Linked DNA regions of Mus musculus: all the other regions are linked to region 2. The links are chromatin contacts, called in public Hi-C maps. All regions are on one chromosome and are shown on one strand. Each heading gives the region's core, a stretch centred on a gene start, on an enhancer-like site or on the middle of the called end of the contact. The rest is flanking DNA. Distances are from core to core; before and after follow the strand shown. Region 1 has its middle 95 kb from the start of Gm35803. Region 2 overlaps Dytn (dystrotelin). Region 3 has its middle 16 kb from the start of Mettl21a.

Region 1 (2,794 bases), core at 45-2,544, 710 kb before region 2:
GTTGGGAGCTTAGTCAGGGTTTCTATTCCTGCACAAACATCATGACCAAGAAGCAAGTTAGGGTGGAAAGGGTTTATTCAGCTTACACTTCCATGCTGCTGTTCATCACCAGGGAAGTCAGGACTGGAACTCAAGCAGGGCAGGGAGCAGGAGCTGATGCAGAGGCCATGGAGGGATGTTCTTTACTGGCTTGCTTCCCCTGGCTTACTCAGCCTGCTCTCTTATAGAACCAAGACTACCAGCCCAGAGATGGCACCACCCACAAGGGGCCTTTCCCCCTTTATCACTAATTGAGAAAATACCCCACAGCTGGATCTCATGGAGACATTTCCTCAACTGAAGCTCCTTTCTCTGTGATAACTCCAGCTGTGTCAAGTTGACACAAAACTAGCCAGTACAGGAGCACAGACCCACAGAGTGGGCTAATGCTGAGAGGCCAGTTTCCACAGGCGAGGAGGACACCGTGAGCTGTTGTCACATAGTTTCTAGAGTCACCCAGAGCTCCACTTCCTGGTGGCGAGAGGTCACAGTTCTGAAAGATGTGCTGCTTGTTGACTCGTTCCGTGCATTTCCGGTGTGGATCTTGTGCCTTTCATTCAAGTTACTGACTCAGCTTAACCCTGCTTAGCTTGCAAGACCTTTCAGGGAAGTCAGAGCACGAGATGCAGTCACTGCAAGTTGTCACACATGATTAAGTAGCCAGAGGGAGTGATTTATGTGGAAAGATTAAAATCCCTAAATATGTATGGCCATGTGCTACTCTGATTGAGTGGGGCTTTGGGTATTTGGAAACTGCCCTGTGGGAAGTCTGCAGATTTCCACAGGGTGGGTGGGTGGGAAGTATTACTTTCAAGGGTTGACAGGCCACGTGGGTGGCAGAAATGTGACTATATGAAAATAGGGTGCTGCTTCCTGCTGGAGCCGAGCAGCTCAGATTCAAACAGGAAATTCTCGGGCATTATTTTGTCAGATTGGCTCTGGAACACTTCACCCGTGAAGGTGATATTCTGTGCCATCCGTTCTGTTCTCATCTCTGACCTTCCTGCTCTGTGGGTGGGGCTTCCTCCCCTTCTTCCCACTGTCTGTCCATGAACACCACTCCCTGCGTGCTTTATTCCTGCTTTGTTACTGACAACATCCTTACTAGCCTTCTTCCACCAGATCAGTCAAATAGACTATGAAGAGCCCTGACTTTGTTAGTCCTGGACTTACTATGTCCTAATCATAATCTTCCAGGTCACTCAGGATGCCACTGACCAAGCCATTAGTAATGGCTGGGATGACTTATGTAAGCAAGGATGTGGGGTCATCAAATAGAGTAAGAAGGCTGAAGCCACAGACAGAAGGACCAGCCTGAGTCACCACATTAAGACTAACGGGAGTGAAAGAGAAGCACTTTAGTAGTCTCACAGCATGGCAACAACCCCCTGGAGATTAGGCTTAAACAACAGAAACATTCTCTCAAGTTGTGGAGTCTGAAAGTCTCAGATCAGCTGCTATCTCATTTGGTTTCTGGCTTACCTTCTCAATATATGATCACATGGCAGAAGAGGAAGCTTTGGTATCTCTTCCCATCTGTGTATAATGTGTGCGCATATGTGTGTGTGTGTGTGTGTGTGTGTGTGTGTGTGTATGTACATGTACACAGGTTGAAGGGAAACTTCAGGTATTGCTTCTGCATCATCTTCTACCTTTTGAGACAAGGTTTCTGATTGGTCTGGAACTTTACCATGGCCAAGTTAGCTGGCCAGAGAGCGAAGAAACCTGCTTCTCTCTGACCCCCATAACTGGACTGAGTTCTGGATTATTTGACCTAAGGTCCTTATGCTTACAAGGCAAGTAAGCACTTTACTGACTGAGCCATCTTCCTGGCCTTTCCTCTTTTTATCAGAGTCTTATTCGCACACTGGAGTCTTATATCCGAGACTATATCTAGGCATAATTACCTCCCAGATTCTATCCCATTGGGACATAAGCTTTAGTATGTGACTCTGAAGCTGCTAGTGGTGGAGGGACCAGAGAGACACAGTTTTTAGTTTATGATGGAATACCTGAGTCCATGTCATGGTTTGTACAACCTGGTTACTTTATCATCAACACACTGAACACAAAGATGTTTTCCTAGCAGTTTTCTCTGAAGAATGAGCCAAAGGTAATGTATCTGTGTTTCTTCCACGCATCAGCAGGCTTCCTGAAGTCTACTGAAACTTGTGCATTCTTTCATTCTTCCCTTGATGGAGCTTGTGCTCCAGCCTGGTGGCACCCATATCATACCATGTCCTATGTCGTCACTGACCCTTTATTTCTAGATTATCTTCATGCTTACTAAGATTGTCTGCCACACTTTGCTTTTCTGATCATATCTACCTTAAAAGTCATCTCCTCTAGGAGGCCCTCTGGGATTGTGTTAAAAGCACCAAAGTGCCTTATATTTATCTGCATGTGGCAGAGAATTCAGTATCATATTTGTTTGAATTTTGTTTGTTTGTTTGTTTTGAGACAGGGTTTCTCTGTATAGCCCTGGCTGTCCTGGAACTCTCTTTGTAGACCAGGCTGGCCTTGAACTCAGAAATCTGCCTGCCTCTGCTCCCGAGTGCTGAGATTAAAGGCGTGCACCACCACGCCCAGCTTGTTTGAATTTTTGCTATCCCTTCTATCCTATGAGCTTTGGTCTATTGTTTTGGGTACATGAGGTCTAGCATACTGTTGACCACAAGGTAGATGATTAGTAAAGTTCAGCAAATTCATATATTTGCAGGATGAATAAGTGGTGGCATACAAGAGGATTCTAGCA
Region 2 (2,950 bases), core at 98-2,597:
TCTGTTCCTGTGAGGAGTGTTCAAATGTGCCATAGATACATAGTGGGAAATGTCAATTATGAAAACCTAATTGTACAGAAATGTTAAAACAAGCAAAGGACACTTAGCATACATCTTGACATTGGTCCCAACTGGTTTCACAAACATCCTGGCTTTTTTGTTTGTTTGGTTTTTTTTTCTCTTGTTACTGGACTCTAAAGTTCATATTGCTTACTATTTTAAAAGAGAGAGACAGAGAAACAGGGAAAAAGATAGAGGTAGAGAGACAAGGAAAGACAGAGAGATTGTTAGAAAGAAACAGATTCAAAGCCAGCTTTGAGGAAAGCTGAGGAGATTCTCTGACTCAAATCTGCCTCATTGGTTTAGTGTGGTTTTATGGAGGACAGAGAGAATGTCCAGAGAGGCAGTGGGCAGAGGTCCATGCTCTGGGCAGGGTCTTCATCATTCAGATATATGCCTGCTTCCCTCGTCTCTGCTGGGAATCACACAATGAATTTGGCTATCTTGCAGCTAGTGAATGAGAACCTCTAAAGTCTTCTTTTCAGCCGAAAGGAAGGAAAGAAAGAAAGAAAGAAAGAAAGAAAGAGAGAGAGAGAGAGAGAGAGAGAGAGAGAGAGAGGGAGAGAGAGAGAGAGAGAGAGAGAGAGAGAGAGAGAGAGGGAGAGAGAGAGAGAGAGAGAGAGGGAGGAAGAAAGAAAGAAAGAAAGAAAGAAAGAAAGAAAGAAAGAGAGAGAGAGAGAGAGAGAGAGAGAGAGAGAGAGAGAGAAAGAGAGAGAGAGAGAGAGAGAGAAAGAAAGAGTGTGCTGGTGAGCTCTTTATCAACATGACACAACTGGATTCGTTGGAGAGAACATTAATTGAGGAAATGTCTCCATCTGGTGGTGTATCTGTAGGGCTTCTTCTTAATTAACGATTAATATGAAAGAGCCCACTGTAGATGTCACCACACATGGGCACGTGGTCCTGGATTGAATAAGAAAGCAGGCAGATCAAGCCATGGGCAACAATCCAGTAAGCAGTGGTCCTTTATGGTTCCCACCTCTGTTTCTGTCTGAGTTCCTGCCCTGATTTCCCTCAACAGAAGACGGTGAACAGGGGGACCTGTAAGCCAAATAAACCTGCCTTTCACAAGACGTCTTTGAGTGTGGTGCTTATCACAGCAAAAGGAAAGCAAACTAATATTATACGGGGCAGTTTTCATGATGTCCTGATTTAATGCAGCTCTGCCTAATCATCAGCTTCTAGCTGCTATGCGATTTGCTTTGCTCTCTGCTATACAACATGACTCAAAATATGCCAGGTGAAGGTATTAATACTTTAATGCCCTTCCAGTGCTTGCAACAGCACATAGATCCTACTGCAGTTTTTCTGCTGTCTGAGGCATGTCTCAGGCAACCACCATTGCAGACGTTCATCCTTAACAACGTCATGTCTCAGAACGCAAGCAAGTAGAAAGCCAGAAGAGGCTTAATCTGCTCATCCACTTGTTCCACCAGACTTGATAACAGTAGCCAGTTTCAAAGTGGATTTGATAGAAGGACCTGGGTAGAGGGGCATTTTCTCTCTCTCCTCTAGAAGTCTTTGTGACTTTCCGACTGCCACTCATGGCTTCAAGTTAGCTCTAGTCTCAAAGGATTTTAAAAATCCGCTGGTTTCAAATTCAATCAAGGTCGATGAGCTGCTGAGCTGCTGGCTCCCACTGCCCCTCCCTCCTCCGACCATGCAGTGCCCGGCTTCTGAGAGGGCCAGTGGGAAGCAGCTTTGTGATTTGCATAGCAAATTATCATCCCATTGGCTTCCATTATGAGATCCAAGACAGATTCCAATAGAAAATTCCAGTCCTGGCAATGTGATTCAAATCATCCCTTAGGAATGCTAATTATCGTTCAGAATGCCATCCTGCCTGTGCCAGTGTACCACCTAGTTACATTTAATTCTTCTCCATAGAACACCTGCAAGAAATTAGCCAAATAGGTAATTCATCCACAGAAGAAGATCTTTATGTAGATATTTAAAGGGGAAGCATCAGGTTAAATTCCACTACAGTAGGAATCCCAACTACAGTGTCAGGATCACAAGCTGACACTCTCACTCAGTCTTTGAGCACTCATGTTTTACATACGAATTGAGACTCTCTGTCTCATTAGGGGTAAGGACACCAGAGTAAGAAGGTTGGGTCAGCAATGCTCTTAATGAGTGGCCCAGTTCGTTCATCAGAACTCAGAGGGCAAAAGATGGGAAATGAGTCTGCTGCTGCTGCTGCTGCTGCTGCTGCTGCTGCTGCTGCTGCTGTTGTGGTTTTTGACTAAATAACATTGGGAGTAGATGCTTATGCTCTACTGGTGACAGGGTTATTAACAATTTAAAATACAAGCCATCTTGTTACGAGTAAGCAAATGTTTGTTGACTTTTGTCTGGCTAATTGTCAGCAAAGTGGTTCTAAGTGCCACTTTCCTGATTAGGAGGGTGTTTATCTGAGTTGATGGACTCCGCAGGGGGTCTCTGCAATTACTTCTGAGATTGCAGGCAGTGTGCCTGGCTGCCTGTGCTGGGCAAGACGTCAGATGTGAAACTGGGACTCCTGTCCAAATGGGAATAAATGAAGGTGACGGGTGCACACAGATGTGCACACAGAGCCAAATGCGTCGCCATCTTGGAAATCACGAGAGGTTCTTAGTCCCTTAGTTAATACCCCTGTGGTGACTGTGGCTGACCACAAGAAAGCACGACAATCGAGCCACTGGATTATCTACAAAATCATGAAAAATCAATAAATAGAATCTAACAAATTTTGTCCCCTTAACGAAGAGGGAGAACGTCTAGAGAGATACCCCAATCTCACAATAAACTTGCTTTTTTTTTTTTAATCTTGAGCAAAATGCTATCTCTCAGTGATTCCTTGATCTATTTAGTTTATAAAAAAACATTTTAATTAACAAAAATTATATGT
Region 3 (2,700 bases), core at 58-2,557, 960 kb before region 2:
CTTCATGAAATTCTCACTTTCCTATAATAAAGTTTTCTGCTTTGCTTACTTCCACCCGTGTTCACACCCTTAACTTTCATTGGCCTGGGCTGTGAGCTTAGGAGCCACTATCCTGGGTCAATCTTTGATGAGTATCCATCCCACTTCTTAGTTTCTTGAGTGATATACAACTGGATCATGAAAGGCTCTGTTACTGTCAGAAACGTGGAATCATCAGTGATCAGATTCAGTGTAATAAATAGTTTCATAATACAGGGAGTCAGCTCTTCCGTGTTTTATGGGATAATTGTGGCGTAATTGCCGCAGAGTGATGGTGGCACTTTGGACATGACAAAGAGAAGACAAAGTGCTTCCTTTGAGATAGAAGGCACAGATAGTAGTACAGATACTGAAAGAGATCATATTCTTGTAAATTTCATTAGAGCATATTGCTACAATTGCTCTATTGTATCTAATTCATGAGTTCACCTTTCTCTCTCTCTCTCTCTCTCATGTGAGAGAGAGAGAGAGAGAGAGAGAAGACTTAATTCTTTTCATAGTTCTAAGCATCTGCTGATTATACTGAAGCAGGTTTCCTGCTGGCTAGTGGTGTGTGTGTGTGTGTGTGTGTGTGTGTGTGTATGTGTGTGTGTGTGTGCATGTGTGTGTGTAAAATGCTAGGGATCAAAACTAGGGTCTTGTACATGGTATGCAAGTGCTGTAATTCTGTGGCACTGAGCTACACTCCCAGCCTGCTTTCTTTCTGCTATTACTGTTCTCCCATCACTGACAATGTAGAGAGAGCTCGCAGTATCTTTAACGTGACAAGGACTGAGCTCTTGCTCTCGCTCTGAGAAATGGCCTTGCTCTGTAACTCATACTGCTTGAGACTTACTTTATGGTCCAAGGTGGCCTCAAATTTGCAGTCCACTTTTCTCTGTCCCACTCCTGGGGGCTGCCTTTACAGGCACATCACTAAAGGCAGTCGTAATGTTGAGATATGCCCCTGCACAGCCAAGGCTCTTTGATCAGCTTCAAGCCCATAATGCAAGGAAGAGGGCTTCTTCTGAGGGAACCAGTAGCTGGAACCTTAGCTCTTCTGTGATGTGATCAGTATTACATCTGCTCTTGGCTCCAGAAGATGCTTTTCTTGGTTCTTCACCTTTAATTCTAGGTACCTCTCCTGTTGTATACATCCACATATTCAGCAAAACACATGCACTCCCACGAAAAAGCCTGTTTTGAGAGAAAGCTTCTCTATCCAGCTCTTTCTCTCTAAGCCTTCTTTGCTCCTGATTCAGCCCTGTGAACGCAGGTTTATATTTAGCCCCACTTGGAGTCTCCATATGTTCCTTCTAAAAACATTTCCTATTAAGGAACTTGCAGTTTTGCTCTCTTAGAGAAATGCTGAGTGAACATGCATGAGGTGGGTCATGTGTCTGGCATCATGTCTGACTGAAGCAGGCATTAGGGAATACCTCACAGAAAGTTCTCCTGTCTGCCGCCTGAGTTCATCTTCCTGAGTATCAGCTATTTCTTGCCTTTACCCACTGTCTGGATACCACTCTGCTTCGAGGAGTGGAGAGGCCCGAGACTGGAAGACATCACAGCATGAGGGGAAACAGGAAGAGACACAAATGACCTCTTGTAGGTGGAGAGCAGCCGTGATGTTTGGGCTAACAGGGCAGAGCTAGCTTGGAGTTCCCAGACAAAGCGAAGTGTCTGGGTGCCAAGCACTGGCTGTTTTGTTTCTTAATCTCCTCCTCTTTTTATTTTAGTATTATTTTTAATTATTTCTCTTTAATTTTTTTGAGATTATGATATAGTTACATCATTTATTCCTTCCTTCCCTTACTCTCTCCAAACCTCCATATACCTCTCTTTGCTCTCTTCCAAACCTGTGGCTTTTTGTTTTGTTTTGTTTTGCTATATACATATAAGTATATGAAGTGGAAACTTAAGGGTTCTTTGGAAAGTCGGTTGGATGGTGTTTTGCTGGGGCAAACACATGAAGGAACGTTTAGCTGCAGCAGACACAGGTGAAAGGATGTTCTGCTAAAGCAAGCACATGAAAGGACGGGATGCCTCACTAATGACACGAGCACGCATTGCTCTGCCTTACATTGTGTAGTTGAGCTGCGTTTGCTGGGACTCCATAGAGAGAAAGACACCAAAACCTTCTGGTGGTGTGCTGCAGCTTCTTGCTGTTTCCATGGACTGGGGCTGATTGGCAGAGTGATGTCAGCTGAGACAGAGGCACTTGCTGATGCCCATGCTGAAGTAAGACCTGTGGAGGACATGTGATGTTTGGAGGGAGTATAAATAGGACTTGACAGACACTGACAGAGGCTGATCTAGGTTTGCTTACAGAGCTAGCTGTGCAATGCTTACTGGTCCCCAGGTCCCCTGCCGGGCTGACTGCAGTTGAAGCTTGGTTGTCTCTGCCACCGTTGCGGATTGCTGATTCGTGTTTGCAATTCCAACTCTACCAAACTGAACTTCTGATTTCCAGACAACACAGATGAGATTTGTTCCAAAGAACCTTTCTTTGTCCACTCCCCCCGCCATCCCTGCATCCTTTTTTTTTTTTTTTTTTTTTTTGCATCACTTCTGGTGGGTGTTGGATTACAAGGGAGGTTAAAGCATTTAAGAACCATCATTAAAAATAAGGTTTGAAAATAAAGTTATATACCCACACACCCCCCATACACACACACACAC

What was found. A called contact is a pair of places that touch in the nucleus more often than the background predicts.
Region 1: a contact with region 2 is called in a Hi-C map of the N1E-115 cell line, with 9 times the contacts expected there. The contact joins two enhancer-like sites. A contact is called at or near these places in 2 of 484 Hi-C or Micro-C datasets (the N1E-115 cell line and bone marrow-derived macrophages), 1 of 115 datasets of contacts at active chromatin or transcription factors (embryonic stem cells) and 1 of 9 other capture datasets (embryonic stem cells).
Region 3: a Hi-C map of forebrain shows a contact between it and region 2, with 4 times the contacts expected there. The contact joins two enhancer-like sites. A contact is called at or near these places in 2 of 15 datasets of contacts at CTCF or cohesin (large pre-B cells and pro-B cells), 20 of 484 Hi-C or Micro-C datasets (the AML12 cell line, B cells, the C10 cell line and 15 more), 5 of 115 datasets of contacts at active chromatin or transcription factors (embryonic basal ganglia, embryonic forebrain, embryonic stem cells and 2 more) and 1 of 9 other capture datasets (embryonic stem cells).

Annotation. Positions count from the first base shown.
Region 1 is chr1:64,372,676-64,375,469 of GRCm38.p6, reverse strand. No RefSeq gene overlaps it. Among named protein-coding and RNA genes, the nearest start is that of Gm35803, 95 kb to the right of the region's middle. Within about 2 kb of position 1,294, at least 34 of the 459 cell types and tissues checked have an H3K27ac peak or open chromatin away from gene starts, as enhancers often do. A contact at or near this core is called in the N1E-115 cell line, where this site is marked.
Region 2 is chr1:63,666,933-63,669,882 of GRCm38.p6, reverse strand. The region is part of intron 6 of Dytn (dystrotelin); the gene reads left to right. Among named protein-coding and RNA genes, the nearest start is that of Dytn, 19 kb to the left of the region's middle. Within about 2 kb of position 1,347, at least 30 of the 459 cell types and tissues checked have an H3K27ac peak or open chromatin away from gene starts, as enhancers often do. A contact at or near this core is called in the N1E-115 cell line and forebrain, where this site is marked.
Region 3 is chr1:64,632,043-64,634,742 of GRCm38.p6, reverse strand. No RefSeq gene overlaps it. Among named protein-coding and RNA genes, the nearest start is that of Mettl21a, 16 kb to the right of the region's middle. Within about 2 kb of position 1,307, at least 10 of the 459 cell types and tissues checked have an H3K27ac peak or open chromatin away from gene starts, as enhancers often do. A contact at or near this core is called in forebrain, where this site is marked.